Linked DNA regions of Pan troglodytes: region 2 is linked to region 1. A link is a contact called in public HiChIP or PLAC-seq data. All regions are on one chromosome and are shown on one strand. Each heading gives the region's core, a stretch centred on a gene start, on an enhancer-like site or on the middle of the called end of the contact. The rest is flanking DNA. Distances are from core to core; before and after follow the strand shown. Region 1 holds the start of TLCD3A (TLC domain containing 3A). Region 2 holds the start of TIMM22 (translocase of inner mitochondrial membrane 22).

What was found. HiChIP or PLAC-seq counts read pairs in DNA pulled down with a chosen protein or histone mark.
Region 2: a contact with region 1 is called in an H3K4me3 HiChIP or PLAC-seq map of stem cell-derived excitatory neurons, with 6 times the contacts expected there. The contact joins the promoter of TIMM22 here to the promoter of TLCD3A in region 1. A contact is called at or near these places in 1 of 7 Hi-C or Micro-C datasets (induced pluripotent stem cells) and 1 of 1 datasets of contacts at active chromatin or transcription factors (stem cell-derived excitatory neurons).

What each region holds. Positions count from the first base shown.
Region 1 is chr19:11,204,150-11,208,057 of NHGRI_mPanTro3-v2.0_pri, forward strand. TLCD3A (TLC domain containing 3A) reads left to right here and starts at 2,135. Exons shown (of 5, transcript XM_016931108.4): 1 at 2,135-2,531; 2 at 2,863-2,946. The coding sequence starts at 2,410. VPS53 (VPS53 subunit of GARP complex) reads right to left here and starts at 2,019. Exons shown (of 26, transcript XR_010152741.1): 1 at 1,947-2,019.
Region 2 is chr19:11,466,098-11,470,005 of NHGRI_mPanTro3-v2.0_pri, forward strand. TIMM22 (translocase of inner mitochondrial membrane 22) reads left to right here and starts at 1,906. Exons shown (of 4, transcript XM_001153337.8): 1 at 1,906-2,527. The coding sequence starts at 2,290.

The DNA of each region.
Region 1 (3,908 bases), core at 885-3,384:
TGGGACTACAGGCGCCCGCCACCATGCCCGGCTAATTTTCTGTATTTTTAGGAGAGATGGGGATTCACCATGTTGGCCAGGATGGTCTCGATCTCCTGACCTCGTGATCCGCCCGCCTCAGCCTCCCAAAGTGCTGGGATGACAGGCATGAGCCACTGCGCCCGGCCTTTACTTGCTATTTTCTATCCATGAAACATCTCTTGTTTTGTTTTCAATTCATAAAGATGCCTTACAGCTTCTTGTGTAGGGGGAGACTGGTTCCCACCACTTAAAGGTGCGAGCATACTCAGTGCCAAGCTGCTGCTCCCTTTAAGGAGGGAAGGCAGGGAGGACTTGTAACCACCTGTCACTCTCTGGAAACGCTGGCGCTGGAGGTCACTGTGATAAATGCTTAGGAAAGAGACAGTGGACTGCACAGAGTCGTTTTCCTGGAGAGAATGGAGATTCACAGGTAGCTGGTTTTGTCCACAAGCAAATGTGAAAATAAAGAGAGCGTCGCATTTGTCAGATACCTTGGGACCAACCTGAAGTGGCTTTCTCCTTTCACTGAGAATGTCAGCAGTGAATTTGGCAGTTAGAGATGTTGCCCTAAGTGGATGAAGTTTGAGGCTTTTCTTGAGGCTGTCTGCCACCTTCCTGTTGGCTAAGTCCCTTTTCTTAACCACCTATAGGAAGATGTTAGAGGCTACATTCATTCCAAAAGGTCACAGCCTAGTAACTGATACTACCGCTGAAGGAAAACTATCTTTTAAACCTGAGAAACATCTTCAGACTCCATCATGAATGAATCCAAATTGAAAAAAACAAAAGCTGTGCTCAGTCTACACCAGTTCCTACATCACTAACTGCCGTGTTAAAGTAATTTAACTGGCACCTAACAGAAATCATCTGCCACTTTGTAAAAGTCATAGACTCATAAGAATCTAGAGCTGGAAGACCGTTAAAGAGCTAGTGATCCAGCCTCCCTCTCATTTCACGGACCAGCAAATCGTGGCCCACAGAGCCGAGCCCAGCTGTTCCGAAGTCCTCATACGGGATTTTGGTCGGCATTTTGCACGACGGTGATCTGAGGAGACCTTTCATTTGTAGTAACATAAATCAACTGTATTTCCCACCCCCTACATTTGTTAGCTGAGGAAGATACAGACCAAAGCAAAATAAAGCTGGAAGTTCCTAAAGGACAGAAGCCAATGATACTGAAATTCCTGTCTTCATCCATGTGATTGGTGCTTGGCACAAATGAAATGTATTCCAATTCATTCAAGTTTAGACGCCTGTCCCGATAACTGTTTTTTTTTTTTTTTTTTTTTTTTTTTTTGAGACAGAGTCCCGCTCCGTGGCCCAGGCTGGAGTGCAGTGGCGTGATCTCGGCTCACTGCAAGTCCGCCTCCCGGTTTCAAGCGATTCTCCTGCCTCAGCCTCCAGAGTAGCTGGGATTACAGACATGCACCACCACACCTGGCTAATTTTGTATTTTTAGTAGAGACGGGGTTTCACCATGGTGGTCAGGCTGGTCTCGAACTCCTGACGTCAAGTTATCTGCCCGCCTCGGCCTCCCCAAGTGCTGGGGTTACAGGCGCGCCCGACCCCGATACTTTTAAACAACGACACGTTGTGAACAACACCACAGTCACTAAGCCTCTGGATGGTGTCTCCGGATAGATCCAAAGCCGAGAGGCAGTAAGAGCCTGCAGCCTCCACAGTCCGCCTCCTGGTGCAGGTGGAGAGGGGCTGCTGGAGGCCCCTGGACCTCACGCTTCCTGAGAGCCACCCCGGAGCGGCTGCAGCCGCTGGCGGGACCGGGAAAAGCATCTCGGCCACATCCTGAGGCCTCCCACCGAGAAGCACCAGGGCTTGGTGGACGAGGCCCGGCGAACCCAGGGCCACACGCCGCCTCCCCCCTTCCTTCCCCGCGGGCCTCGCCCCACCCCGGAGGGGGTTCCTACCTGGCTTCCTCGGCCCCGCGCCCACCCCGCCCCTTCGCCCGGGGCCGGCGAGAAGAGCAGGTCGGGGAGGGGCGCGTCCGCTGACGGAACAGAAGCCGGGAGCCGCGGCCCTTCCCGCCTCCGCCTGGGCCCCGCGGCCGCTCGGGAGGGAGCGGCGGACTCGGAACTCGCGCGCGCCGCGGCCCCGGCCACAGCCGCCGCCTCGGTCCCCGCCTCCGCCCACCCGCCCGCCGGGGACGCCGGGGAACCCTCCGGGCCCAGGGACCGCGAGAGACCCCGCCCCGCCCTATCGCGGCCGCCGGGCCTGGTCACGCGCAGAGCCGCGCCGCGGGATCGGGGCCAGCGCCGCGCGGAGGCGGGACGGGGACAGGGGCGGAGGGTTGAAATCGCGCGGCCGGGCCGGGGCGCGCCGAGCCGAACCCAGCCACGCGGCGCCAGCGAGGCGGCCGGACCCGCAGCCCCGATGCTGCTGACGCTGGCCGGGGGCGCGCTCTTCTTCCCGGGGCTCTTCGCGCTCTGCACCTGGGCGCTGCGCCGCTCCCAGCCCGGATGGAGCCGCACCGACTGCGTGATGATCAGCACCAGGTACCGGCGCCGCCGAGACGCCCCCCGAGGCCCGGGGCGCTGCCCACCCCACCCCACCCGGCCGCGGGGCCCAGGGCGGAAAAGGGGGGCGGCAGGAAGCCAGGGGGCTGCTCCCTCCGCGTCCCGGCGGCCCGAGTTCCCGAAGCCCCTCCGCGTCCTCCCCTGGCGGGAGCGGGGCCGGGGCGGGCGGGAATGGCCGATGAGCCTCCGGAGCCCGCTCCCCACATCTGCCGGCGGCTGGGGAGAGTCAGGCCGAAGGGCTGGGCTGGGCTCTCTGCGGTCCTCGGACCGGACTGAGCGCGCGCGCCGTTTTCCTCTCCGCCCGCGCTAGGCTGGTTTCCTCGGTGCACGCCGTGCTGGCCACCGGCTCGGGGATCGTCATCATTCGCTCCTGCAACGACGTGATCACCGGCAGGTAAGAGCCCGGGCCGGGGGCTTGTTGCAAATGTCACATTTCAGTAGCTCGCAGGCTCTGGCTCTCGCAGCACACGCGCTCAGAAAGCTGACTAATGGGAAAAGCTGGCACCACAATGGGCTCCTTCTTCCTCTCCGGAGTCTTCGAGCACCCCCAGCTTAGGAGAAAGTCCACGGAAATGAGGGAGGACGACAGAGTCGGAGTCTGATTTCAGGTGGTGTGAGCCAGGGATCCAGGTCCTTCATGGAAGAGATAAGCGTGGAAGCATTTACGACTGGGAGTGTGGCTTCTGATTCTTGCAGTCGGCTTCACTGGGTTCTCACTCTGGAGCATCATTGGCTAATAGACGTCCAGTGTGGTTAGCAGAGCCCCCCCATGGAAAGGAACCAACCCACCACCCCTTTCCACGCAAACGCCGCTCTTGTTTTTCCTGCAGATTTGCTAAAGGTGATTGAGAGGTTCCCAGCGCTTAGAACACGGACTTGTACGTCTATCAGAGCTCAGTCCAGAGGCAGGTCAGGAAATGTGCAGCTATCTGCAGTTCCAGTGAAACAAATCATAAATTAAGACCAGAATAGTCGACTTTGTACAGTAGTTAGACCTGGACAATGGTGGTGCTTTTATTTTTTTATTTCAAGCCTTTTTTTCCCCACCGGTCTTGCTAGAATCACACTCACTTTCTCCCAAGTTGAAGGACCACAGTCGGATGTGCAGGAAGTTGAACGGCCTTTCCAGGCCCTGCTCTCCTGTGGGCTCTGCCAAGTCCTGCTTCTCACCTGCTGAGACTGAACTGCGAGGGGCCTGAGCAGGCCGTCCGTCTCACTCTAGCCTGCGGTCTTACTTGGGATCAATCCTGCGGTCATGATTTTTGTGCTTTCCTTCTGCCTTTTTAAAAACAAAACTGGCTACTGGCGATGAATAGGTAGATGCTACGATAGATCAAGTGACATCGATTGTAGACA
Region 2 (3,908 bases), core at 656-3,155, 260 kb after region 1:
CCTGTGAGGCTCCTGGGCTATGGAACACCCCAGCCCTTTCGCAGCCCTTGATGGAAATTGTTTTTCAGCCCTCTGAATAAAATGACCACTGTTTACTTAGAGTAATCTTTTTTTTTTCTTTTTTTTGAGACAGGGTCTCGTTCCCTCGTCCATGCTGGAGTGCAGTGGCACGATCATGACTCACTGCAGTCTCAACTTCCCAGACTCAAGCAATTTTCCTGCCTCAGCCTCCCAAAGTGCTGGGATTACAGGTGTGAGCCACCGTGCCCAGCAGAGGAATCTTTTCCAATCAACATCTTCTGAGAGTCCCTGGCCCAAGTAGGCAGATGCTTGCTACGGCACTGCCTTCAGGCCATTAGCAAAAAGTGTGCTTAAATGCCCAGAGGTGTTCCCAGGCCACGTTTTGTTCATACGAGGAGTACAAAATGATGCCAAAGTGTTAGCATTCTTGGGACTGAAAACCTCTCTCCAACATCCCCTAGGATTTTCCTGGATACGACCAGAAATCCATTCCCAATTTCTCTGCCTCCAGGCCCCAATTCTGGTTTCCTCAAAGAGGAGGAAGTGTTCTTGGTTCCCAAAATATGCTTGCGGTGCAGTGGTATAATGGTAAATGTTTAACAACAATAACAAAAAGGCCCTAACTGGCCGGGCGCAGTGACTCACGCCTGGAATCCCAGCACTTTGGGAGGCCGAGGCGGGTGGGTCACCTGAGGTCAGGAGTTTGAGACCAGCCTGACCAACATGGTGAAACCTTGTCTCTACTAAAAATACAAAAATTAGCCGGGCATGGTGGCATGTGCCTGTAATCCCAGCTAGTCAGGAGGCTGAGGCAGGAGAATCGCTCAAACCCGGGAGGTGGAGGTTGCAGTGAGCGGAGATTGCACCACTGCACTCCAGCCTGGGTGACAGAGCAAGACTCTGTCTCAAAAGAATAATTTTAAAAAGTAAGGCAACAAATTATCAGGAGTTTTTGAGCTGGTTGTTAAGCAGGGTTATTATTAAAAATTACATTCTATACATTTATAATAAATTACACTAAAAATAGGTAATATGTGCTCAAAACTCATCCCCTCCTAAAAATTTTACTACACTGTACTCCTATCTATGCTGTTGAGGTTATTTCCATAGATTGTATCTGTGTGATAGAAACACCATGTAACCACATGCTGCTGTACGTCTTCCCAATTCTGACTGATGACCTCGCTTGGTAGTTTGAAATCAGCCATGATGGGGATATTAACACCACACAAGTCAGCAAATGCTGTCAGTTAGGATCTTTTTTTTTTTTTTTTTTTTTTTTTTTTTTTTTTTTTGAGACGGAGTCTTGCTCTTGTCGCCCAGGCTGGAGTGCGATGGTGCGATCTTGGCTCACTGCAACCTCCGCCTCCCGGGTTTAAGAGATTCTCCTGTCTCAGCCTCCCGAGTAACTGAGATTACAGGCGCCTGCCACCACCTGGCTAATTTTTATATTTTTAGTAGAGACGGGGTTTCCTGCTTCAGCCTCCTAAGTAGCTGAGAATACAGGCGTGCACCACCATGCCCAGCTAATTTTTGTATTTTTTTTTTTTTTTTTTTTTAGTAGAGATGGGGTTTCACCATGTTTGTCAGACTGGTCTCGAACTCCTGACCTCGTGATCCACCGGCCTCGGCCTCCCACAGTGCTGGATGACAGGCGTGAGCCCCCGCGCCCGGTCCGTGCATTTACAGCACAAGTTCACGCTTATCTACAAAGCATCTACCTCTCACCGCACCTTCCGGGACCACAGGATTTAACGCCTCACCGCCCGATGACAGCACGAGGCGGAAAGGGCAGCGACAATGCTCGCGCGTCCCCTCCCGGCGATCCGGAGCAAGGCAGCCCCGGAGCGCGCGGCCACTCCTCGCTCCCCTCAGGAGCTCGTAAGAGCCCCGCGCGGGGCCGAGGCGCGAGAGCACGCGCAACGCTTCCTGGGAAATGTAGTTGGATGTCGGATTAGAACTACAAATCCCGGTACTCACCGCGCTGCAGCCCCGACCGTGCGGGCGCTTTCTGGTGAATCTGAATCTCGTTTGTCTGTGACATGGGGAAAGCTGTCCAAGCCCAATTCCATTTTCACAGGAGGCTTTCTTTTTGGAAACATGATAGCGGTCTCGCTGGTGTGCGCACGACGAGCGTTGCGGCCGCGGCTTCCTCCTGCGGCGAATCTGCCGTTGCGTCACAGTGGCTAGTCTCAGGGCCCGCAACGTGACGCTTGTCGAATCTGCTGCGGGGAGAAGGACGCGAGGGTTGCTTGGGCAGCGACTGTCATGGCGGCGGCCGCCCCCAATGCCGGGGGATCGGCCCCTGAGGCAGCGGGTTCCGCCGAAGCTCCGCTGCAGTACAGCCTTCTCCTGCAGTACCTGGTGGGTGACAAGCGTCAGCCCCGGCTCCTGGAGCCTGGGAGCCTGGGCGGGATCCCAAGTCCAGCCAAGAGTGAGGAGCAGAAGATGATCGAGAAGGCGATGGAAAGCTGCGCTTTCAAGGCTGCGCTGGCCTGCGTGGGAGGTGAGGCCGGGCGATGGGACCCTTGGGAGGCTGAGGGCCTGGACGGCAGTGGGGGTCTCTGCCGAGAAGACCACGCGCCTGGGAGGCGAGGGACTGCGGGCCTTGACCTTGACCACACCCTCGCCTCGTTCGTGAATCGGGCGTCACCTCTCCTGCCCCCTCAGGTCGGCTTTCCTGATGAAAATTGGGTCAGAGAATCGGTGCTGTGGTTGGGGCCTGAAAGTTATTACATGACATCCTGGCTAACACGGTGAAACCCCGTCTCTACTAAAAATACAAAAAATTAGCCGGACGTGGTGGCGGGCGCCTGTAGTCCCAGCTATTCGGGAGGTTGAGGCAGGAGAATCGCTTGAACCCAGGAGACGGAGCTTGCAGTGAGCCGAGATCGCGCCACTGCACTCCAGCCTGGGCGACAGAGCGAGACTCCGTCTCAACAACAACAACAAAAAGTTATTACGTGGGTGACTTCATTCATCCGTTCATTCCCTTAAATTCACTCATTCTCTTAAATAATTCTTTCAACAAATTGCTCCTAAGCAATATCACGTGCCAGGTGAAAGAGACAAGAGCCTGGTCTTCATGGGGCCTGTATTATACTATGTGGAGAAGAATGTTGAGCAGGAACACTGCAGAGGAAGGATGCAGACATATAGAAATGCACATGCAGACGACTCTAGGGCAGCGGTTGAGGTTTGAAAAACTGAAAGACCATTGTGACTAGACAGCCCCGAGCAAGGAGAGATGAAGTCTGCACTTGTCCTTCTGTTTTTCCCTTAAGTTGAAGGGGAGGTGCCCATGATTTTATTAAACTCATATTGACCATGAGATCATGAGAGGGCATCCATCTGGACATGTCCAGCCGGCTCAGGAAGGACAGATGTGGCAGCAGTGTGGGATTTGCCATTAGGTAGCTGTGTGGCCTTGGGAGAAGTTGCTTAACCTCTCTGAGCCTCAGTTTATAGAAAGGAGAGGCTAATAGCATCTGTCTCACTGGATTATTGTGAAGAATGAATGAGGCTGTGGCATACTGGCATGTGGTGCTCAGTAAAGCATTACTGTGAATGTCACAGTGGCCAAGAGAGTGATTTGCAAAGTTGATAGCTGAAGTTGAGGGTGGCTGGTTTACATATGAGAGAGTGTAGAGAGAATAGAGGGTTAAAGATGGAATCTTGAGAAATGTTAGGGAATGACAGGAGGAAGAAATCTTAGAGACAGAGAAGATGATGTCAGTAACATAGACCCTGGATTGTGCAAAACCCTCCACCAGGCAAGTGGAGAGTTTGAGTGGCAAGAGGGGGGTATCCTCTGCGCCGGTGGTCATCCAAAAGTATGGTCCCTTCCAGGATGATCCCAATAGAGTAATGCAGAAAACATGCCAAAG